Linked DNA regions of Mus musculus: all the other regions are linked to region 4. Evidence: chromatin contacts called from public Micro-C and targeted proximity ligation data. All regions are on one chromosome and are shown on one strand. The core of a region is the stretch at or near the end of the contact, and the rest is flanking DNA. Distances in the headings are between cores, read along the strand shown. Region 1 has its middle 21 kb from the start of Mir30d. Region 2 has its middle 190 kb from the start of Zfat. Region 3 overlaps Zfat (zinc finger and AT hook domain containing). Region 4 holds the start of Ndrg1 (N-myc downstream regulated gene 1). Region 5 overlaps Zfat (zinc finger and AT hook domain containing).

Evidence for each region. Hi-C and Micro-C count contacts between places; a contact is called where the count stands out from the background.
Region 1: a contact with region 4 is called in a Micro-C map of embryonic stem cells, with 11 times the contacts expected there. A contact is called at or near these places in 10 of 39 promoter capture datasets (the 3T3-L1 cell line, 3T3-L1-derived adipocytes, the C10 cell line and 5 more), 4 of 484 Hi-C or Micro-C datasets (LSK cells and embryonic stem cells), 3 of 130 datasets of targeted methods (astrocytes, extraembryonic endoderm stem cells and large pre-B cells) and 2 of 9 other capture datasets (adipose tissue and liver).
Region 2: a targeted proximity ligation map of stem cell-derived neural progenitor cells shows a contact between it and region 4, with 5 times the contacts expected there. A contact is called at or near these places in 1 of 39 promoter capture datasets (liver), 4 of 130 datasets of targeted methods (embryonic forebrain, large pre-B cells, neural progenitor cells and 1 more) and 2 of 9 other capture datasets (embryonic stem cells and liver).
Region 3: a contact with region 4 is called in a targeted proximity ligation map of forebrain, with 18 times the contacts expected there. A contact is called at or near these places in 12 of 39 promoter capture datasets (the 3T3-L1 cell line, 3T3-L1-derived adipocytes, the C10 cell line and 8 more), 3 of 484 Hi-C or Micro-C datasets (cortical neurons, embryonic fibroblasts and uterus), 3 of 130 datasets of targeted methods (embryonic forebrain, embryonic stem cells and forebrain) and 1 of 9 other capture datasets (macrophages).
Region 5: a targeted proximity ligation map of pancreatic cancer cells shows a contact between it and region 4. A contact is called at or near these places in 3 of 39 promoter capture datasets (cranial neural crest, hippocampal neurons and liver) and 2 of 130 datasets of targeted methods (embryonic stem cells and pancreatic cancer cells).

The regions. Positions count from the first base shown.
Region 1 is chr15:68,360,296-68,364,828 of GRCm38.p6, forward strand. No RefSeq gene overlaps it. Among named protein-coding and RNA genes, the nearest start is that of Mir30d, 21 kb to the left of the region's middle.
Region 2 is chr15:68,068,673-68,073,419 of GRCm38.p6, forward strand. No RefSeq gene overlaps it. Among named protein-coding and RNA genes, the nearest start is that of Zfat, 190 kb to the right of the region's middle.
Region 3 is chr15:68,228,125-68,232,930 of GRCm38.p6, forward strand. The region is part of intron 1 of Zfat (zinc finger and AT hook domain containing); the gene reads right to left. Among named protein-coding and RNA genes, the nearest start is that of Zfat, 28 kb to the right of the region's middle.
Region 4 is chr15:66,968,388-66,972,757 of GRCm38.p6, forward strand. Ndrg1 (N-myc downstream regulated gene 1) reads right to left here and starts at 1,254. Exons shown (of 16, transcript NM_008681.2): 1 at 1,117-1,254. It overlaps Gm2895 (a long non-coding RNA gene), which reads left to right and starts at 1,261. Exons shown (of 3, transcript XR_875396.3): 1 at 1,261-2,719.
Region 5 is chr15:68,163,052-68,168,070 of GRCm38.p6, forward strand. Zfat (zinc finger and AT hook domain containing) reads right to left here. Exons shown (of 16, transcript NM_001145888.1): 10 at 2,702-2,875. Among named protein-coding and RNA genes, the nearest start is that of Zfat, 93 kb to the right of the region's middle.

The DNA of each region.
Region 1 (4,533 bases), core at 581-3,080, 1.4 Mb after region 4:
TGGACCTAGACCAAATCTATTTTGACTTTACTCATGTCTGGGTATAACCGATTGTTGGCCTCTGCTGCAGGACTACCTCCTAGTGAGAATCTTGCCACAAGGTGATTTTGAGACACCACTAACTACCTAGAGTGGGATTCTTGTCAAATCTATGGTAAAACTTGACTGAATAGTGAAACAATTTGAACTACGTTTCAATGTGACTCCTTAAATGGTACAGCTTAAATCAGATGACAAACTTTCCACTCATTAATTGATGCATGAAAATATGGACAATGAATTCAACTCTGTCCCCAGGTAATGTGTGATAGCCATATTCAAGGAAACATTCATAAGCCATGGAGATGCCAGAATTCTCTTACTAAATTGTCCAACAAACAAATTTCATAAGTCAAACAACATTTACTAAGTACTATTTAAGCAGACTTGAAGGTACCCTGCTCTGTAAAATTCTCATTGAACTAACAACTACTTAACTTGTTTTGTAACCTTAAACTTTAAAATATCCAATTTCTTAAAGTGGAGGACAGCTGCTTTCCTCTCCCCCTCTACCTCACTGCAGCATTACTGTTTTCCTATTTCCCCTCAAGCAAGCTCGGAAAACTGTTAGCCCCTAACCAACTGTTCTTATATAGTAGAATATGCAAGCAACACCAGCAAATTTGAAACATAATTAAGTGGTTTTAAAGTATAAGCAGAAATGTACTTCATAAAAAAGTCACTTTATTTTTGGCATTGTTCACAATAAACACTCAAATAAAATGACTTTGGAAAATGGAGACATTATTATCTCAAGTTTCTTCCCCATGGGTCCTCATCACCTGGAGTAAAAGGTCCAAGAACTGTTGAGTTCCATAAACACGTGACTTCTGTGAAGTCAGCAAGGTCAATGAGCCTATACCAGGGGGTTATGTTGAATAAGGGCCACTGCCTCTATCTTTAGTTCCCTTTATGAAGAGTCAGGAAAACCAAACAAACAAAATTCCTTATATGTTACAGGAACTGTTTGGAGGTTGTGACAACTAATCACCCAACTACAGGATAGTATGCAGATCCTTGTCTGTAAGGGCCAGTGGAAGCAAGATTAGGAGGAGGTACAACACTGACTGCTGAGGAACAAGTAACAAGATGGCCTACTAACCTTCCCTTCCTTCTCCGAGAACCTCCAGGGCTGGGCTTCATGCCACACCACAGGGACTCAATTTCAGAGTGAGGGTTCTCCACTGAGAGAACTTTTTGAAAGTGACAATCATATATTCAGAATTAAAAGGAAAAGCACTCATATATCAGAAATGCTCAGGGTGAGAATCAAAACTTGAATTTACTAAGCCTTCTAACTTACATCAAATTTACAGAAGGGTGTCCTTCTGGCTGTTCCTTCACTATAACCCACTACACCTTTCACAAACCGGGGAGTCTTCTAAAGTTTAATATACACCTGGCACCTGTTTAGACTGGTTTTTACTGGGGGGGGGGGGGTGAGGCATCTCTTATCAATCTGAACACACTACACTGGAAATTTCCAAACTCCCAAATAAAGGCACACCAGGTCCGAGTGCGTGCCTGGTATTCTCAAAGTCATCTCCTGGAGAGCCGTTCATGTAGGAAAATCACTTTAATGTCTGAGAAGGAGGCAGGATCCATGCGCGCATTATGATCCTGCTAAAACTAAAAAGAAAGAAAAAACAAAACAAAACAAAACATGTATCCATGAAGAAAGGAAGGTCCGGATTAGCGACTGACAGTCCGAAAAGACCTGGGTTGGAAGAGTCCCGAGTTCCTCTGAGGGAAGCTGTGCACTGATGGGTGGCACTGGGTCAACGTGATTACTTAACCTTGCCAGCCAAAACTAAACTCTGCTCGGACCAGCCCCAAAGCTGGGGGTGCCGGAGCCTATCAAGTACTCCGGTGTCTTCTCGTTTCTTCCCGTGAAACGTGGAGCCTGACACCTGAAACTTCACCCAGACGCTACCGCATTTCGGAGCGTTTGCATTTATTTTTTAAAGTGCAACCGGCAAGAATCAGTTGTCGGCCGGCGTGCGAGAGGGAGAGATTAACCTATTTCCTGCACACACAGGAAAAGAACTCATGACAATTCAAGCAGTTCCCTCTCTTCCAAGTAACTTTTTGGTAACCATTCGTCCTGAAATAACCACAAGCAACAAACACTGGGCACTGGCATGGCAACGACCAGCGGGCGTGCCAGGTCCCCCAAAGGCGGGGTCCGTGGGTCTGCGACCCGGTCCGGCCCCGAGCTGCGGCCCCTCAGCCCTCAGCCCCCCAGCGCCGGTCCTGGCTCCGCGCGACTTTGGCGGGGAAATGCACTTCGCCGGCCCGGACGGGAGGGCAGCTCGCCGCGGGCCGGAGTTTCCGAAGTGTCCCGAGCCCTTCCCGTGGCCTCGGCGACTCCCGGCTGCGGCCGCCCGGGGGCCCACCTGCCCCAGGGCCGCGGGGCCGAGCCGCTGCCGAGCCCGAGGGGCGGCGCCGCCCCCCGCCGGCCGAGCGCCTGTCAGCCGCGCCTCCCAGGCCGCGCCTCGCCCCGCACCGCACGCGCCCAGCGCCCGTCGCACTCACCTGGCCGCTCTCGCCGACCGACCGCGCGAGGCCGGAGACGCGCGACGAGAGGCCGCCGCCCGTCGCCCGCCCGCCCGCCCGCCCGGCTGAGTCCACCTCCCGCCCGCCCGCCCGCGCGCGCCTCGCGCCCGTCGCGCGCCCGTCGCGGCCGGGGAGGGGGTCGCGAGCACGCGCGGGCGAGGGGCGCGGGCGGCGGCCGCTGGGAAGCCGGCCCGGCCGCGTCCGTCATGGCGCACGGCGCGGCGGCCGCTCGCTGCGTTCTCTCCGTTCGTTCGCCTTTAGTTTGACCTTTCCCTCCAGTGTGTCTGAGGAGAGCGGCCGTGCGCGCGCGCGTGTGCATGGCTCTGGGTGTGCGCGCGCGCGCGCGTGTGTGTGAGTGGGAAGGGGCCGGGTTCGTTCCCCGACGCCTGACGTCACTGCCATGGCAACGGCAGCCTCCACCCCTCTCTTCCCGCTTCCTGTACCCGCCCCCCTCGGCACGTTAAGAGGCGGGGCTCACGTGCTCACTGAGCGCGCGTGCGCACGCACCCGCAGCGCGGGGGGCGCTGGGCGGTAACGAGGCGTCCAGGAAACTCCTCCTTCTCCTTGCGGTCCCCCGGAATTGGGCCAATATGGAGAGGAGGTGCTAGGGGCGGGCGCCCTTGGTTGCTAGGTTGCGTGAAAAATATCCTGAGGTAGTGCGAAAACTCTCCCTCCATCACTGAGCATGTCTGGGGAAAGGGGGCGTGTGAGCCCGAGTTGGGCGAGGTGAAGGAGGACGTTCAGAGAGTAGCAGAAAGAGGCTGGACATTGGGGACAGGTCAGAGCGTGTCGAACTGGGACCGCGTGGCTGCTTAGAACGGTTTACTTCTTCCCACCTCCTTGTGTGATCATGGGCATGCACGTTAAACACTCTGAACTGAATGTCCCAGCCAAAAAAAAAGAAAAAAGGGGTGGGGGGGATACTAAGAAAATCTGTCACAAGATGATCGTTAGTACTAAAAGAGAGAACTTGCGTAATGACTTCCCTGGTGCGTGGTAAACACTAAACATCTAGCTGCTATTGTGGAGTACATGGCCTAAGAATTTTGCAAGTGGGTACAAGGGACTCGTGGTTTTCTGAGACAGAGTCTCACTATGGAGCCCTCTTTGTCCTGGAACTCAATAATGTAGACCACCAGGCTAGCCTAGAACTCAAGAGCAGTGTGTGTTAGGATAAAAAAGCATCGGCCACCTTCCCTGGAGTGACATTAAATGATCACAGTGGATTACTGTCATAGCCTTTAAAGTTCAAGGGTCCTGTGGCTTATGAAGCCACCTTTTAGGAAGAGGAGAATAAAAATTTGCAGGGAACACTCTTTCCCGTTAAAGATCTTCCCCTGTGACTATGGAATCACTTCTCAATCTCATGCTGTCTCGTTCCCGCAGAGGTTTAGAATGCTCAACTTAAAGGGCTGGACCCTTAAGTTATTTGAGGAGAACGGTTCTGTACCACCCACAAAAAAATCAACAAAATTGCCCTTTCCTCTGATTCCTCAACCGGTGTTAATTTACTGCACGTTTTCTTTAAAGGTGCTCTTCAAATGTGTAGGTATATGAAGAAAAGGTAATTTAGCTAACCGGCATTTTCCAGTGGTCAAGTGGGAAAGAAGTTTGTTGTCCAACCTGCAGGCATGCAATGACCAGATCTGGGGAAGGCAGGCTCCTTAGATTTCAGACTAGCTGGTTACCTCCTCAGTCCTCAAACCTCTGATTGAAACTCTTTTTAAGTTACCCCTTAATTACAGTCTGCCTCCCAGAGTCTCTTGGCTATTGCAGGACTATTTCTACTGTTGCTGTTTCTGCTTTTGAACCTCAAATCTAAGCCTGGCCTTGATAGAGAATGTGACCCAAGCTCCGCAGATACACTCTTGAGTTCTCTACTTTCTTCCAAAACTAGTAGTATTTATGTGGCCCTTCTAAATTCCCAAAAGGTTGCTG
Region 2 (4,747 bases), core at 1,424-3,923, 1.1 Mb after region 4:
TTAATTTTTAAAAAAGATTTATTTTTATTTATATGAATAAATGTTCTGCCTCCATTTATTCATATAAATAAAAATGTGGGTTCTACACATGTCTGGTGTCCTCAGAGGCTGGAAAAGGGTGTTAAATCTGGGACAGATTTACAGACAGCTGTGAACCATCACTTTGGTGCTAGGGATGAAAAATGAGTCCTTTGGAAGAGCAGCTAGTGCTCTTACCCACTGTGCATTTATCCAGTCCCCAACTTTTTAAAATACTTGCCACTTATAATGGTCTTTATTCTCAATTCTCTGGCCTGTCATTCTTTCACTTGGATTTTCTAGCTCAAAAAGTGAATTTCTTCAGGTCTTCCTTTAATGGACACTTCATGTTTACAACCACCTTGAAATTTTCTGGAAGCTCACAGGAGTGGACATGAGCAGCAAACCAGTATGCAATGGTCAAGACCATATGCCTGAAAGGAAGGGACATTTCAGAGACCTTCCAGGGATGGGTGAGTGGAAGGTTACTTCCTGAGCCCAGGGTAGCCAGCTACAGAACTCATGTTCTTGCTACACTGTAGTTACAGCACCTGGGACTCAGTCCTGTGTTCTCAGATCCTAGGAAATGTGACTGCTCTCCATGCATCCTGGGAAAAGAATCTGACCAAAAGAAATGTATAGTGTAGAGGAAGAGGCACAGGGAAGCCCATCCCTCTGGTCAGCAGTTATGGAAGAATGTCAGAGTGTATGTGGAGCTAGGCAGGAGTCAGAGAACAGAGTCCTCTTCCTCATCCCCATGAATGCCATGGTTCATAACGGGAACTGGAAAAAATCTAAAGAGTCATGGGAAAGGCTCAGAACAAGGAGACAAGTGGTCACCTGTTGTGGTAAATCTCCAACTCCAATAAGCCCATGCAAAGAACACACAACTCAGCTATATTCATAAACATCATGCCTAGATTGGGCAGATACACCACTATACTACTTTATTCCCCAGCTATGAGCTCCCTGGCTACTTGTGGCTCCTCCAGACCACGTGGTTCTGCTCCATTTTTCTTCTACCTCCTCTTCCTCCATCTCTTCTGTCTCCTCATCTCCCCTTCTCCATTCCTCTCTTGCCTCTCTTAAACCTCCAGCCTTACCTTTCCCTTCCACTGCCCAACCACAGGCTCTAGCCTTTATTGGACCAGTTTAAATGGGGAGAAGGTTCACATAAAATCACCCGAGTATGTGGTCCCCTCCTTATGGGGCAGTCCCTCTTAAGGAAGTAGAATTAGCATAAAATACAAATTGCACCAGGGCAATCCACAACAGTTACCTCTCCAAGAGGAGCTCAGTGCCTTGAACCATATCACTAACCTCATCAAACTAGGACAGGTATCTGCTATCAGCACTCTACACAGGTCCCCACCTGCCTCGCCATCACTGGTCATAAAGACACACACTGGAGGCTGCTGAGAAAGGAGTGCAGAAGGAGAGAAGTCTGAATATCACAGGTGCTACATTGAAGGGGCAGAATAAACTGTAAAGAGATAAATCTGAGCCACAAGAAGCAGGATAATCTGTTAACTGACAACCTCAGAACCCCAAAGCCATTCACACAAGTATGGTATGGGGTAGAGAGCTTAGAAGTCATCATGGGCACACTCCCTAATATATCTAATTCTAGTTTCATTTGTCTGCCTCTGATGATATCTCAGTAGCTAAGTGCTCTCCTGGATTCCACTAAAAAAGCCACGAAGTAAGAATTAGGGCTAAGCTCCCGCAGAGTCTAAGACTTGGTTCCCTCTGGGTACAGAGTCTCTGCAGCTGAGAAAGGAGCACCCCTGTTAGGAAGGTAAGCTCTATTAGGTGGGGAGCCATTTGATCCAGCAAAGTTTTATCAATAAAGGTGGGGTTCTGAAAAGAAGAGATAAAGAAAATGGAGCTGTAAGTGGAGAGAACCTGGAGGTCAGAGAAGCTAAACCGCCTGGGAACTGGAGCATCAGGAAGGTATCAATGTACTGAAGACAAAGAAAGAAAGGCAGGTATGTATGAGACCCAACCTTAAATGGGAACTTCAGTTTCTGATTATCCATCCACAAGGATGTCCCTATATACTCATGAGAAGTTACAATAATGTTTATCAGCAGAACAGACTATTCCTTCCATTTTGTGTTGATTTGGCTGGGTGGGGGGTGTTTGAAATAAACAAAAGGCATCCTGTTCTCTCTTTCCCTTCCATTTTACCAACAACACATTATATCAAGAGATCGGAGTTGTGAATATTATTCCTTGCACAGAAAGAGTGAGAGTAAAGGCTATATCACCAGCTCTGGAAAATTTTAATGCCAAGCAGCTTCACGTACCAGGGACCTGCAAGAGTAAGGCACACCAGAGCAAAAGGGCAAAGATTGTCCTTCAGGCATTGAGAATAACTGGACATAAGAGACATAGACCAAAAAAAAAAAATGATGCCACTGGAAAGGAAGCTATCCCATCCCATTGGAGTGCCTCTGGCAGCTAAGAACACAACATGGGCAGTTCATGTTTTATCCCTGGAGATGATTAAGAGGAAATGCGAGTCATCTTGGTGTTCTCCCCATCCTCAGCCGAATGGAGCTTTTATTATCACAGTGCAAAGAAGAGTCAGGAGCTGAATGGTGCTGAACTCCATGGCTGGGCTCCATGTGTGTTTCATAGCCATTCATTAATATTCATGTTGTGACTAAATGACCCCGTTCAGCATCCTCCCACACTCCCTGCTTCCAGCACTTGGTCCCTACTGTGACCCCCTTGGAGGGGTGCCCGCCTGTCCTTCTCTCTGCCTGGAACCAAAAGTGCCTGCCTATCTCATCACACAGCGCCTGACATGCTCATGTCAGACACTGACACCCTACATCAAGCCTTTCCTTCCACCCATCCAAAATCAAATAAGTTACAATGTGGCCATTTATCCTCCCTCCCATTGTCTCCGCAGGCTGGCCCTGCCGCGGGGGAGGAAGGACAGATGGAGTCATCCCCTGGGATACAGAGAGATTACCTCCTGCACTGCACACAGCAATCTTGTCTTCTCCGTAAGCTAGCTTTCAGCAAAGCCTGTGCACTCTGAAGTGCAGTGTGTGGTGAGGACAATGGATGCATATTATTCCATTTTTCCAATCCCCATTCTGAGGACTATTTGTCCCAGTAAACTCTGGGCAGACTTCCCATCCTTTGGCTGAAAAGAGGTACACGACATATACCCTGCCGCTGTTGTGTTCTTCTCAAATTGAAACGGGCACTCTGGAATGGTGGTGGTTATGTGGTCCCCATGGGGAAGACTGCAGAGACCTGGTCTGTGGCTCCAGTGTCCAGTGATGCAGCCAAAGGGCAGCCTCTCTTTCTCTGTGATCATTCCATGGCAGGACTTAAAACTCAGAGTAGCACACAACTTATAAAGCTCAGGCTATGGGGTAGAAAGACAGGTGAGCTATTGATGAAGTCTTGAGGAGTCAGGGAATACAGTGGACATCACATATCAGACCAGGTCTCATACATTACGTTAGTGCCTTCATCTCTTCTCCATGTACCTAACAGATACATGTGAAACAGTATTCTAGGTGCTGTGCTGCTATGCAGCTGAGTAGTGAGCAAAGCAGAACCTTCTTGGTCCACACATTCTGGTCAGGGGCCAGTCATGCTATAGAGAGACAGGTGAAAAATAAAGGCAGAGATGAAGGCTGATGGAGATAGAGTCAGAGGTGGGTGGGCAGCATTGCCGTTTTGCTACAGGATAATCAGGGATAGCTGTGGTCAAAGAGCATCCCTAGGAACAAGACAACTTCAGGATTCTGTGCTCCTCAGGAAGGGGGAGCCATGGGACAATGGTGAGTAGAGAAGCCATCTGACCTAGTTGGGCTTTCACGGGCCCCATTGTCCGCACAAAGGACAAGGCAAAAACAGGAAAGCCTGCCAGCTAAGGAAATAGCAAGGGAATGTTGGCCTTGGGCCTGGCTGGCAGCTGTGAAGATGTACTGCAGGGTTGGGGAAGGGCTGGAGTGCTGGAGACCACGGACTGTCCCTTGGACAGAGGTACATTCACCTCTTATATTCTGGAAGCCTAGGACCCCAGCTTACCACCTGTGGCTCATTCCCACTGAAGAAGTAAGGAGAATGCTTGGTCCTGTGATGGTGACAAGCTTGGGCATAGATGAGATGCTATTTCACTCTTCCTGAAGAAGAGTGTGAAGAGGAAAGGGATATTAAACCTTTCTGTCCGAGCTTGCTGTGGGCAGCTCTCAGCCAGCCCTGAAGCACGACACTCTACAGGGTCCCACCTTGACTTTGTGAGCAGCACTGACATTTTCTTTCCCAGCCAGGACACAAAGCCATGTCAAATCACTTCAGTGGCTGGGGTCACAGCTCCAGAGCCTTGGCAGTAGTGAAGGAACACCCATGGCAGGGCTGCTCAACCCCTAACCACTTCCTTTCCCACATAAAAAATAATAATTCTAATCTCCTCTTGGCCTTGTGTAGGAGGGCCTGTCCACAATCGGCCTGCAGCCTCAACTTCTCCAGCAGAACCCTCAGTTCCTCTCCTCCTCCTCTTCTGGTTTGTTCCTTCTTCCTTCTCCGGGTTGAATCTTGAGCAGAAGTGACTCAAAAAAAACGTCATATGGATAAGTAAACCGACTCAGGGACTGTTTATACTTAAACACATTGAAAATAAACTCACCCAACATACAAAGGATAGAACTCTTGAGAACTTTGTGTGTCCTTCTTTATATTTTTTTTTCTGTATTTTCTG
Region 3 (4,806 bases), core at 1,622-4,121, 1.3 Mb after region 4:
AGAGCACGCAGGCCCGCCCCTCTCACCCACTGAGCACCACTGCTCAGTCACTGTTGCTTCGTTCTGAAGCTCATCCATTCCTTCCTTCCTACTGGAGCTCTCCCGCGGGCCTGCAAACATGTCCCTGTCTCTTTTATCTGAAAATAAAAACCTCTCTGATCCCCACCCTCCTGCTCCATTTTTCTACTTCTCTTTGAAGCAAGAAAGAAAATATGAGCACCAGGGTGAGCAGCCACACAGCACTGCTGGCATAAAGACCAAAGCCAGCCAGGTACAGGAAGTCACAGGAAGGAGACCCTCCCTGGACTCACAGGAAAGATCTCACCACAAACTACCAAGGGACTTAAGTGCCTCAGAGATCAGTTCCTACCAAATATGTGAAACAGAAATCTAACCTAGCAGAACACTGCTTTGTCAATAAAACATTCTCCTGAGTACTATCAGCCGATACTTCATCTTTTCCAAGCAAGGTTTAATTCTTAGAGAACGAGAAATGTTTTCCAGGCAAGGTGTTGCCTTTTAATAACGCTTTTCTTTCTGCATAGAAAGAATGCTTTCTATGTTTTCTCAACGTGATTCTTGCTGATCATGCACATATCAACATGGTTTAGGCAGAAACTGGCTATAATCCCCAGCCCACAAGAGAGAAAACAGGCTAGAGTAGCAGTAGGACCGGAAGCCCGATGCCTTATGTATTGGTTACTCCTATGGTGTGTTAAAACACCCAACAAAAGCAATTTAGTGAAGAACGACTTTATTTGTCCTCAGCTGGTCACACTGCCAGTCAGCAAGCAGAGACAACTGTTTAGTTCACTTTCTCCTTTTTCTTCAGTCTGGACCCTAGCACATGGAACGGGGTCTCCCATTGTTAGAATGGGTCTTCCCACTCAGATTAGCAGACTCTGGATTATCCTTCAGAGATATGATATAGGTGACCCTAGGTCCTTTACAATGGACAGTATTAACCATTATACCTTGATAACTGGTTTTGACATGGATATGTGAGGCTAGAAACCACGAGCTGAGCTCTACCAAGTTACAGCTAAAATACTCAGGACATCTACAGGACTAAAGCCAGCCATGTCTGACACATACTTAAACATATAATGACTGACTAACAGGCTATTGACAAGCCCTGACCCAATCTGTGGATACAAGGATGACTCTAGTCCCAGGCCTGCAGAGAGGTGAACCCTCAATCCACCATGACACAGACAACACAGAGCCACTGTTTCTTACAGTTTGCCATGGTGTAACTTCCCAGCCAGCCTCTACTAGTCTAATGTTCCAACATCATTTCCCAGACGTTCTCAGAAGTCTGAGAACCTTGTGACATTTAGCAGTGAAGAATGTCTGGGGACCACAGAGTTATAAGACCTCTCTCAGTTCAAAGGCACAGTAAACATCATGTGGAGATTAAACAAATATGATGACTCTTTGGAAGACAGCTCCAGAGAGGGCCTGGGTACCCCAGGGTGACACCCAACTCGGCCATCTGCTATGAATTAGCATGAGCTTCCCCTATACCCACTGCGTGGTCAGCTGTTGGGCGGTAGACTATGCCTGCAGTTCCGAGTGAGGACAAACACAAGCCCTGAGACCCAGAGCCATGCCCAGAAACGTGGGTTCGATCAAGCATGAAACAGGGCTCAATGAAAAACCCTGGACCAGAAAAGGCCACTGGGACAGAAATTTCTCAGCAGGGAATGAGACCAAGAGACAGGTCCTAGAAAACATCACATGGGATGGTAACTCCCAGAAATTGGGGTGTTAAAAGAGCAGAGACTTGGAGCCCCAGGGTGTGGGGAGGTCTGGGGGGGTGGGGGGGATGAAGACATCCTCTTGGAGACGGAAGTGAGGAGGATGGGGTGGGGGGTGGGGGGGAATATAGAACAGTCGGAGGGCGGACCCGGAGGGAGATAAAGTCTGAACTGTAAAAAAGCTTAAAGAATAAAAAGTGAAAAATAAAAGAGCAGAGCAGAACAGGAATTAGTATGGCTGAAAGCTCCAGCAGTGATGTCTTCACTCTCAGAGCTAGGCCCCAGTCCCTCACTCATGTGCTACCCAACTCTCTCAAGTCCTGCCTTGCTGAGAACCCCCCCCACCCCCCACCCCACCCCCCGCACCAGTCCTCTGCAAATGGAGGGATTTGTTTACCTACTGCAGCAGAAAACAGCAAGAACCTGAGCTGCATGAGGAATCAGAAAACAATGGGGTTGGGGGAGAACTGGCATGATATAAGAGGTCACTAAAGGGGTCTGCCAAGAACAGAGATGGGCATGAAAGTGGGATACGCAGGGCTGAGAGAAGAAACACACCAGGCAGAACATTGCTTGTGATCGGAAGTGGGCAGCAGAGGGTAGGCAGGTGAGGGCCTCTGCTCCGTTACTAACAACGAAATTATGTCTTCAATAACTGCCTGCCCTAGACACCCAGGACAAAGCGCCGGGCATACCCTCTTGAGCACAGGCCTCCAACATAGGTGAGAGAGCACTTCTTGAAGATGTTTTTAGAGCCATGCATGAACAGCAAAATGCCAAAGCATTGAAAAGAGGCATTGTATTATGCTGTACACCCCCAAATGTTAAGGATTATTAATACACTAAAGTAACAACAGAAGAACCACTTCTATTTCTACAGTGGCCAGATATGAAAAGTGTATCTTATATCCTGAAATATAGTCCTAATTATGTTGTCAGCCAGCTCTGATGAGGATGTGATAATTTGGATGCATTTTGGGGTCCAATTACTATGCTCTCCTCCTTAACAAAAGACCTCAGAGGAAAAATGACATGCTCAGCACAAGGAGACCCACTGCAAGCAGTCTGTGCATGAGCATGCAATTCCCCTGAATTATCTCTGCACTGTTCCAGAGGAAACCCTTCCGATGCTGGTATATGCAAGTCCTCATTCTACATTCTGAGCTAAGGAGCAGCCAGGTCCTCCGTGGACCTCTGGCCTAAACTGCCCTAGGAATGCTAAGATGAACAAGGGCTCTGCCCCAGCCCTCCCAGAAGGTGACCATGAACTGGACTGTGAGTCTGGGGTTTCAAAGGATAATTTAGTCCCTATGAAGAATATTCTGGCACCTGACACACTAACACCCTCTGCTGTTGTTCCTGGTAAGTCCATTTGGCATAACTAGATTAAAACAGGCCTCTGGCCTCTGTGATCTCAGCCCTTACGCCGCCAGTGCCTAGCTTGAAGAGGCCATTGACTACAGAACTAACAGTGAGTTCATGCCCATTGTGAAACAGTGACAAATGGAATCAGAGGCAACAGAATCACTGAACACTGCAGCGCATCTTCAGACCTGCTGCACATCAAGTCAGAGGAAGACAGAGAAGCAAGGAGGATCCTTCTCGTGTCCTTAAGGGCCTTTTCCATCCTTTCAGGGGCTCCCATGCTCTTTCCAAATCCAGACACAGTATGGGGAAGAGAAGAAGAGACAAGGGGTGTCACCGACATGAGTGGTGTGGTCAGGAGCCCTGGGTGAACTCTTATAATATTCTTTCTTACAGGAATATCCTTAGGGACATGTGCCTGTCTACACTATCTTGTGAAGCTCCTCAGGCCTGGCTGTCAGGATTCCGGGACTCCCTCTGGCTGTCAGGACTCTCAGGAAAGAGGCAGACAGACACATGTGCCTGGGGCAACACACAGCACACGACTAATTCCTACATCTTACCCTCTCCTGAGGATGGTGCAAGACTGACATGCCCGTCATCTACAGCCTGTCGGCCTAAGGAGGCCAGACTCTGAGAACGCAGACCATGGCGAGAGGGAGACCACTGCTGGCGAACTTTTCAACACTCCAGACTCCGAACTAACTCTCCTGAAATTGATTCCATCCACATGAAATTGACTGAAATGAAAAAGACTTAAGGCTAGCTAGAGGCCAGACAAGACATGGCAGGTGAGTGGCCCATAGCCCAGTGAGGAGATACAGAGGCTGGTGTCAGAATATGGGCAGCAGCCAGGCCAAGGTATCCTGCACAGACATACACCCTCAGCCAAAGGCAGACCAATGCACAGCTGCCATTCCAAACCCTGTGGCAAAAGGACCCAGAAAAACGGAGTACATGAATCCATTCTTCTCACTAACGCCAGCTGAAAGCTCCGAGCTTACAGATCAGACAAACACAGGGAAACTCAAACTTGAGACAGGCCAGTTTACAACCATGAGACCTAGAAAACAGCACGGCAGTGTATGCTTTGGGTTTCATCCTGCCTCCTGTCAGAAACCCAAGAGGCCACAGATCTGGAAACTCCAGCAAAAACCAAAAGACAAGCAGGAACTACCAAGCAAAAGAGGCACTCTACGCCCCACCACGACCAAACACTTCAGTAAACATTGGCCCTGGCTCCATCCTACATTCAAAAGTTAAGAGGGAATCAGGACTCTCACAAGTGTCCAGCCATAATGCTCATGCCAGCTCTTGACTAAAGTGCTACAGAAGGCCACACGGGAGAAGCACTGAGACCCATCAGACCTCCTGGCTCTGGGCAACCTTAACAGAGCAACAGAGGTACTACACCTCACTGTCCAACCCAATGTTGGCAGAGTCGGTGTGGGCCTGGGTTTCACCAATTTATCCCAGAGTCAATACGGGTAGAATAGAGCCAAGAGTCCATCATCTAGCCCAGTGAGAGTCTGGCCTCCACCACCCTGCCTGTTGAGAGTCTGGCCTCCATCACTAAGCCCATTGGAACCCTGGACTCTGCCACCCAGCCCACTGGAGCCTAGACTTGATCACCCAGCCTAGTGGGAAGCCTGGATTCCAACATTCAAACCAGTGGTGTCAA
Region 4 (4,370 bases), core at 4-2,503:
GTGCATGGGGATCCGTGATGACTGCCAGCAAAGGCGACAGACAAGGGAAGACGGAAGGTGGCAGAGTAAGGAAGCCATCCACAAATCTTAGCTTCAGCTACTAATTTGACAGAGGCGGTGGTGACAGCATGTTTCCCCAGAGCCTGCAGCATTCCTCACGCCCCTCCCGAATCTACCCTACAGGCTGAATCAGAGACCGCGACCGGTCTCCCGGGAACGGACGAGCGGTTCCAGCTGCTCTCCGGGCTAAAACAGCAGGGAGGACCGCCTGGGAGAAAGAAAGGGAGGTGGGGCGGGGGGAGGCGGAGGCGAAAATGACGACACTCAGAGCTCCAGCCAACTCTGGGGCTGCCAGATGCCCGCGCGACCCTGGAGGCACAAACCACCACTCCCGCGCAGTTACAGAGCCAACCCGGTACTACCTAGAGGGCCGCACCCTTGCCTGGGCTCCTCTCGCCGCCGACACTCGCAGTGGCGCGTGCAGCACGCGCCGGGACACACCCCGGACTCTCCCCCAGCACACACACGTTCTCTCACACGCACAGCTTGGAGAGAGCACTGGGCTCTGGACTGGATGGGAACCTGGACTCAGATCACACTGGTTCGGGACCAGGCTCCAGAGTAGACACACCCTCGCCCCCTTCTCCACACTCCCCGCCAAGTCTGCTCACCCTTACTCATCCCCTGGATACACGCGCTACAGTCGCTCTTTTCCTAGTCACCCCATCACCCATCCACACCCCTTCACACGCGAGAGCACACACAAAGTGTCCCCTTGAGCCCAGTGGACAGAGAAGTCAGCTGTGGCTCAGGGTTGACGCCAGGAAGTGCGACCCAGGTATTCCCAGGCTCTCCGCCCCAACTTCGACCCCTTAATCCCACTTCCCCAATTAGAGAGAAAGCGAGACCCAACACGTCTTTTTGTGCCTTATAGTAATCGAAACCCGCTCCAGTGATGCCAGCTATCCCTCCGGCGCCGGTTCCACCGAAGACCACCAGTTGTGGTCTTCGCAAGGGCCACAAAAGACGGGCGGGGTGTCCAGTAGCACCCCGAAAGCAAGCTTTGCTGGGGGTCCTTGTCTTGCTCCGGAGGAAGAAGGCGTCCGGAGGGCTTACCTAATGAGCAAGCAAGCACGGAAAGGAGCCAACCACAAGGTTGGAGGTGCAGCGCCCCGCGGGAGGTGAAGAGGGAGACGAAGATGGGTGAGCAATCTGCCTGCAACGCGAGAGGGTAGCCTGGCAAGGTTTGTTTATGTCCGTGCGTGCGTAGGGCGATTTTATAGGCGCCGGGGCCCCGCCCCCAGGGCCTCGCCCCTCCCAGACCCTCTGCTCCCAGCGCAGCAGGAGACGGGGACACACCCCTTTCTCCGGCCCGCCTCGTGCTGCACCCTGCCTGGGCTGGGCGGGGCGGGCTGGAGCCGCCGCCTGTTGCGCAAGCCTTTGCAGGGGCGCGACTGGAGAGACTGCCCGGCCCTGCCTGCCGCTCCTCCCTGTGATCCGCTCTCGGGACCGCGGCGTGTGCAGCGAACGTGTGCCCACCGAGTGGTAGCGTGGTGTGCCCGTGCGCGCTCGTGCGCGTGTGCATAAGGACTCCCTTGTGTCTCTCTGCGCGACCGCTTGCCCCCCTATAGCCTTTGAGTTTCCTAAGCCTCTGCCCGCGCCACGCCCTTCTGGGCGGCACCCCCCACTTCCTCCGGGTCTCCACGCAGTCACTCCCGAGCCCCATTTACAGCCTAGACGGCAGACTTTATCTCCAGGCTCCTTTCACATTGCTTAGCTCCCTTTATTCTTGCTGATCTTGGCGCCCCACAACTCCCTTCCTACTCTGAGCTGCTGTTTCCCCGCTGCTCCAGCCCGCTGTGTCAGCTGTAAGCACTCTACGGACTGCAGTTTGTGGTCCCCAGAACGTGCATAGAATTTGCTTTCCAATCATGGATCTTCCTTCTGTCGTGATGTTCTAAAACCTTGGCCTGCTTGCCTGTTACCGGGTTCTCGCCCTGACCTACACCTGAGCCTCTCCAGGGAGCTTTTCTTAAGCAGGTGGATACCCTGGTTACACCCCAGAGCAGCTTAGTTAGAATCTGAGAGTGTGCCCCAACACTGGGGCTTTGAAAAAAAACTCCTCAAAGGGTGCAGCAAGATGGCACACCTGGTAAAGACATGTGGCCTGCAAAACCCTGGGGACCTAAATTCCATGCCCGGAAACCACAAAGTGGAAAGGAAGAACACAGTGCCATACATTTTCCTCAGACCCCTCGCTCCCCATCCCCACTAAATAAATAAACATTGCCCGGATTGGCTCAGATGTGAAACCACGTTGAGAATCTCAGCACCCAGCACCAAGAAAACATCATGTTATAGAGAGATTGAGTCACACCTAAGGCCCAGTCCAGTCATTGTTTCAACGCCACCTGCTCAACCCTTATGACTCAAGTGGCCTTCCCCTCCCCCCTCCTCTAGATAACCTGACCCTCATTCTCTTGGTCTATGGATATCTAGGGAGCCGCTTTAAGAGCCTGCTCTGTGCTAAGGAGCTGGAGAAGAAGGAAGTAAGAAGAAAAAAGGAAAGCTCTTTCTTTGGGGGACATAGCAAAATGGAGCCCCAAGATTTCTGTTTCCCAAGACATCCATACAAGATCGCTAAGCTGAGCTTACCAGATCTATAGTTGTCCTGAGCACCTACTATGTTCAAGAACTTCTGGACCCAAGGACCATGAGAGTGAGTACTGGCATGTTTGCGAGTCATCCTGTTTTTGCTTAACAACACAGACTAAGCAGTCTGTTACCCCATTAATAACCATTTTTCCCAGAATCTCCCCTGTTTTGTCTTCCAACAAACATTTATTGAGTACCTATGGTTTACTGCTTGTCAAAGAGTGTGTCAGAATTGCCAACTTTCCCAACAAATGTAGCCTCAGTATGGACTGGGGGGCGGGAGGGGTACTTTGCCAGGAGAAGCTATTTCCTGTCCCTGTGAGGAAGTCTTTCTTCAGGACAGGGCATATAGAACAGCTCAGATCTGCAGCAGAAGCCCCGAGTATGTTGCTTATGGGATCTGGGTCTGTGTTCAGGAAGCCAGACCTTATAGGTAACCAGAAGCATTGAATTTTCTGCTGCTGGACAAGTTGGACCATTGTAACTCCACCCCTATTTCCAACCCTCAGGAGGCTATAGCAGGAGGATTGCCAAGATCAGCATGGGCTATGTAAGGAAAGAAAACCTTGTCTCCAAACAACAGAAAGGAAACCGGGTCAGGAGGGTAGAAGAGAGAAGGGCAGAGAGAAGAGAAAGACCTTGACCTTTGGTGCAGAATTTACAGAGCAGTCGCCTTCTAAACCCACATCCAGCTTCTGAGTGAGGTCCCTTTGAAAGTCCACATACCATAAGGTGCCATAAGCCAGAACAGAGAAGTTTCCCTTCCTGATACAACTGACTGGCCCCGTTGCATATGGGTGAAGCAAATTCATGGGGCTATAACACCTAAGTACAGGCAAGAGACTGCCTTAGTGTAGCTGTGAGTGCATGCCCAGGATGGAAGATGCTGGCTCCCAACAGAGGTCACGCACCCAGGGAGTTGAGCTCTGCCTGAACACCCACCTCCCCAGCCCATGACGGCTGAGGCAGCAGAGTCTGTTGAGCTGAATGTGGCTGTCACTGCATTGAGCTGTTAGAATGATTCCCCTTTCTCTCTGGTCAGCAATAGAATTGGATTTGCTTAGCAAATATGCACAGGACAGGCTGCCAACCCTGCACGGGGTGAGGTTAGGGTTTCTAGACTAATGTGTGGTGGAAATTTCTATTCTGCAGCACCTTAGATTTCCAAATGGCCACAGGACACAGCCTTCTTTCCTGTAGTCTGTGAGTACCGGGATTGAGAGAGACCCCAGAGTTAGCTGATCGCCTGGGAAAGAATGTGGTATCTTGTACACCTGCATTTTTATCTTGGGTTCTATGGAAATTACCCCAGTCTCTGGGACAAACAGCTGTGAGCTGCTAAGAAATCTATGACTGCAAACTGGGCTTCAAACTGGACAAAACAGAAGCTGTACTTTGTACTTTGAACATAAAGAAGTGACATTTGGTTCCCTAGAAAGGCAGTGTGGGAACCTCTGGCTTACATGAGGTTGCTAAAACAGTCATAACCATGTCTTCCAAGCTGAGAGAAATAAAGCCAGAGAGTTTATTTTCCCTCAATTCCAGAAAACAGAGGACAGCAAGCATCAAGGCACAAAATGGGACCTACTCCCTGGGAAGCTTAGTCTGGCCTTGTCTGCGATCTGGTGTTACTAAAGGTTCTTGGTTTCCCTTGGCTTGTTGGGCCATTACCAGTTATCCTTCCCTCTGACTTTGGGCCTCCTCTTCTTAATTGT
Region 5 (5,019 bases), core at 1,915-4,414, 1.2 Mb after region 4:
AGACAGGCGGATTTCTGAGTTCGAGGCCAGCCTGGTCTACAAAGTGAGTTCTAGGACAGCCAGGGCTATACAGAGAAACCCTGTCTCAACAAAACAAAACAAAACAAAACAAAACAAAACAAGAAGACAGTATCTTTTAAAGCAGTGACCTAAAACAAAAGCCATCAGGACAACCCAAAATCTCAGAATGAACGCCAGCATTGTGGGGAATTCTGGCCCAGCAAGCGTAGAAGGAAAGGATGATTTCTCCATAAATACGCCGAGTCAGTAGACAGCTGTGTGAAAATGAAGATTCCTACCATGCTGCAGACACTAAAGCAAATCATAGGAACCTGAAATTTCATAAATGTTACAAAACTATAAATAAAACTTATGGCAAAAGAGTTCGTTCTGAAACAAGAGAGGTTTCTTTTTCCCACAGAGAACTCAGAGGGGGTAAACACATAAAGGAAAATATTGATAAATGTAAATGAGCAAAGCTCTTTAACTTCTGTCTATAAAGAGAGACCATAAGGTATAAAAGCAAATGATAACCTGGGGGGATATTTATAGAACCCTGCAATGCACTGAGGTCCACAGAGCTCTATGAAACCAATGAGATACAACAGGAGCATTGCAAAAATCAGTGAGGGAAATAAAATCTTTTCAAAGTCTGTATCTTATATATGGCATCCGGGGGAGAAATTCAAAGCTCTTTAAATAAAATAAAAAGGGATTTAAGAGCATGGGGCTGACGAGAGCTGCAGCAGATAGTCACTGGAGCTAGGTTCGCTGGGCAAGCTGAGAGCACCTGCTTAGCAGCCAGCCCTCAAAAACAGGGGTGCAAGGCACGGGTCAAAGGGAAACACAGGAGACAGGCACAGAGGCCTGAGGGCACAGAACCAAGCCTCAGGCACATCACATTCCACACACAGCTGATCCTCCTCGAAGTTGCTGAGAATCACTGTGCACCACATCTAAGAGACCAGGAAAATGTTAAGGCCTTGTCTCTACAGTTTTCAGAATAACAATGTTTCCCAAAATGCTGGGAAAAATAAATAAAGAGAAACTACGAATTTCAATAGCTTTGCTGGGAAAGACTCCACCATATTTGCCAGGCTATTCCCTTGCAGGAAGGCCATATTCCTCTTTTTAACCACACCACTCTTAATGATCCCGTCCCTCCATGTGCAAAGGTGCTATCCAGGGTCTGTCTGAGTAGATGGCTTTCCATGGCCTTGACCCAGACTTCAGAGTCAAACTTCAGATCACTGTACCCTTTCAAAGTCTCCTTGAATGATGTTACCACAACTCAGGAGACACTGAGACGACCGTGGCTTTGGGGCTTGATGGCATTCACGAGTACAGACTTTAGGGAGAAACAGGCTACCACATACATGCAGGAACACAGCTCCTGCAAAAAGACTCAGGGAATGCAAGATCAGCAAGGCCACTGTCTGAGAAAGTGAAGCCGTCCTAACTAGTTACACGACACAAAAGCTTTCGTTATCCCTAGGTGATGGCCTATATTACTTAGTTTATCTCTTTGTCTGCTTAGTGATTGAACCTAAAGTCTCATCCAGGCAAGGCAAGTACTCTACCACTGAGCACACCCAACCCTGCATGGGTTTCATCTTGATTATGGCGTTTTTCTTTTTAAAGAAAGTACTGATCAATAGCCATGGCTGTGGCCTTGGTTCAACACCCCCCAAGTCCCTGACTGTAGTTCCGAGGAATCATAACCAAGAATTCAGCCTTTCCCACTAAGGGCCGCAAGCTCAGTCTGACTCTTGCCAAGGAAGCAGCTAGCACACACCCAGCAGGGCTGACTCCCAGGACAGATACCCAACAGAGGCCAGATATGATAGACACATCATCTCCTAAGCTCCAGAATTGGAATCAGCATGGAACTTACATTAATCTGTTCACTAAGCCCTAATTCTTATGTCTAATTACGCTGCAAGAACCATATATTAAGAAATTTTATTAACCTTGTAACATGGAGCAGTCACAAGTACCTCCCACCAACTGAGGTTTCTAATTAAATCAAAACTTTTTCTAGTATGGTTTGGCTACCTGTGTTTCTCAATGTCTTTCCTCTGTGAAGCCCATATCAGAAAGTGTTATGAACGCTCTGTGCCTGAGCCTTGACCCTTAGGCTTCTGAGCTCTCCATAATCAGACACTTACCTTCAAATACATACCTGCTCTTTGTTATCCCACCTAGAAACAGGAACTGATCCTTATGGCCTTGTTGCGCCCAGAACCCACCTTCACAGCTCACAACCACAGGAATTCATACTGATTACATTTCAGGCTAAGCCCTATCAGTAAAAACCCTGAGGTAGCTTTGATGTTAAAAACATCAGGCCAGGTGCCAGCACAGCTATCCTTACAATCAGGCTCAAGGTGAGATGGAAGGCTAAAGAGGACAGAAACTTCCAGAACCAAACATTAACATCTTACTTCCTCCAGCAGTCTACCTCTCCCTGCTTATGACACATGCTCACGTATCCCACAGGGGTTTATGCAGAGCATGTTGAAGGGAGACAGTGCTTAGCCCTGGTGAGAAGAAAGACAGGCTAGGACCACGTGCACTTTCAGATTGTACATCCTGTGAAGTCTAGTGTTTTCCTGTTACCCGGGATCGGACAGTCTCTGCTGGCCTTGGCATGCCAGCTTCCAGCCTTGCACTTACAGGCCACTGGAGCTTGGGAACTCACCATCAGACGTGTGAAGGAGCTTATGACTTTTCAGTGTCCCTTTGGATTTGAATTTCTTGCCACACATGTCACAGAGGTGGGTCTTCTCAGTGCTGTGACGATTCATATGAGCTTTGAGGTTGCTCTTGCTACGAGTTGCATATTCACACAGAGAACACTTGAAGGGCTTCACACCTACCAACGAGAAATGGATAGCTGTACATTTACACGTGTCTGTGCAAACATGGGTGGGGATCCCAAAGAACAGTTCACACCATATAAAACATCCAACTGAACAGAGCAGTATACTTGCTTACTCCCAACGTGTCCGCACACCTCATGTCTGGCCGACCTCATCTTGTTCCGCCTTACAGAAATACCGCAGAAGTCAGGGTTCCCAAGCCTCGGCTTCAGGACAGTTCTAGCTGCCTATCAGCATTCTGTAATCCTACAGCTCCCTCCTGCCAAAATGCTCTTGCATACCACAGTGATTTGATCACCTCTGCTCTCCCTACAGTCTGGTAACTCCCTGAAGACAGACACCCTGCCCAACTTACAAAGCAGTCATTAAATCCAACTCAACTGAGTTAAACTAAATAAAATTATAGGCCACGTCATTCTTTGCAAAAATCAATAGGATCAGGCACTCAGGTCAAGTCTGGAAGAATATTCCCATTCATAACATAAACAGAAGCACAAAACACTGGACATTCTGCATGACTCACATGTAACTATTCCCAAGCTATTGTGCCTACTCCACTTGTATTGCTTTCCCCCACCCAGCCAGTGTGAGAACTGCTGTCGTGGTTCATCTCAAATGCATTTCTTGACCTCTTTGAACTGTTAGACTCTCTGAGCACCTGCCCACCGTGTGAATGAAGTTCCTCACGTGTGATCAACACCTATGACTATGGAGAGTCCCCAGACTTATCTTATGTTGCCCCTTCTTGTTAGTCTTCATGCTTATCTTTTGCATTTGCCTACTGCTGCTCTTTTTCCATGTTTTATTTTGGGAGTGAGCTGGGAGAAAGAATACTTACAGTGCAATTGCAGTGATTAGCTCCAAAGACTCGCGAATAATGTAATGTGGGTAAGTAGGCTTTTCTTTATCCTTTACAGTTCCATCATTATAAAGAAATTCATAGACAAGTGAAAAAGAGCAGGCCATGAACACTCCATCCTAAAACTGCAGCCTTTCGTTTCCTAAACCTTTCTCAGAATTCAGAAGGTTTTCAAATTGAGAGATTTCTTCCAGAAGTTCAATGTGGAATACTGACACCCGTGTCCTGTGAATGCATAGTGTTGGCTATACATTAAGCCTGGTATGGAATACTGACACCCCGTGTCCTTGAATGCATAGTGTTGGCTATACATTAAGCCTGGACATACACAGGGTCTTCTTCTGAGGAATGTAGGAGACCATCTCACTGATGCCTGCAGCAAATCTCAAGGCAGTTTATAATTGTGTTTCATGGAAAAGTGACCAGAAGATGGAATATTTGTCCCATCCTGCGTCACATACAAAGAAAGGAAAGACTGAACCACGCTCTCCCACTCCAGACCTCTGTCTGCCATGCAAGCATTATCCCCCAGGGGAACAGATTTATAATCCTCAGGCTGCCATCTCCCTGGATTTGCATCAGCGTCAGGTTCGTGGTCTGTCTCTGACCACTCCCAGACGACTCCCCTGAGCACCATCCTAAACCAATCTCCACACAAAGGCTTCTGCCTCCTTCTCTACTGAGAAAACTCCTAGCAATGACTTCCTTCAGTGCCCTCAGAAAATGACATATAGGTATTCATCTCGTCACCACTGTCAACTCCTCCTTTCTTGCCTCCACATGGGAGGTATCGCTTTCTCTTAGTGCGAGTCAGTAAAGATGTAAAGAACAGGGCTTTAGAATCATGTAGCATGGGTCCAAATCCCAGTTCCCACTACTTTTTGGCTGTACAACACGAGCATTTCATAGCGTTCTGTGCCTCGTGTTCCTCACTGGTAAAACTAACCTGGCTTGCTAGTCCCTGAATGCACTAACTAGCGTACCATGAGCAAGCCGAAAGTACACACTGGGCCCACAGTGCTTACTAAGTGCTGGCACACAAGAAAGCACCTTTCAGTTCCAGCACTGCACCTCAGGTCCACTGCCTCCTCTCTTCACTGACTCTCTGCCCATCAGCTCCTCCCCTGAGCCCTGCCACTGATAGTATGTTATGCAAAATACTTGGCCATCCATCTTCCTCTGACCCTACAGTCCTGCCTATAGTGGTCAAGCTCCCGACAAGCAGGAAGGAACTATTACGCAGGACTAGCAGGGCACTTTGCCACTTGCACCTTCCTC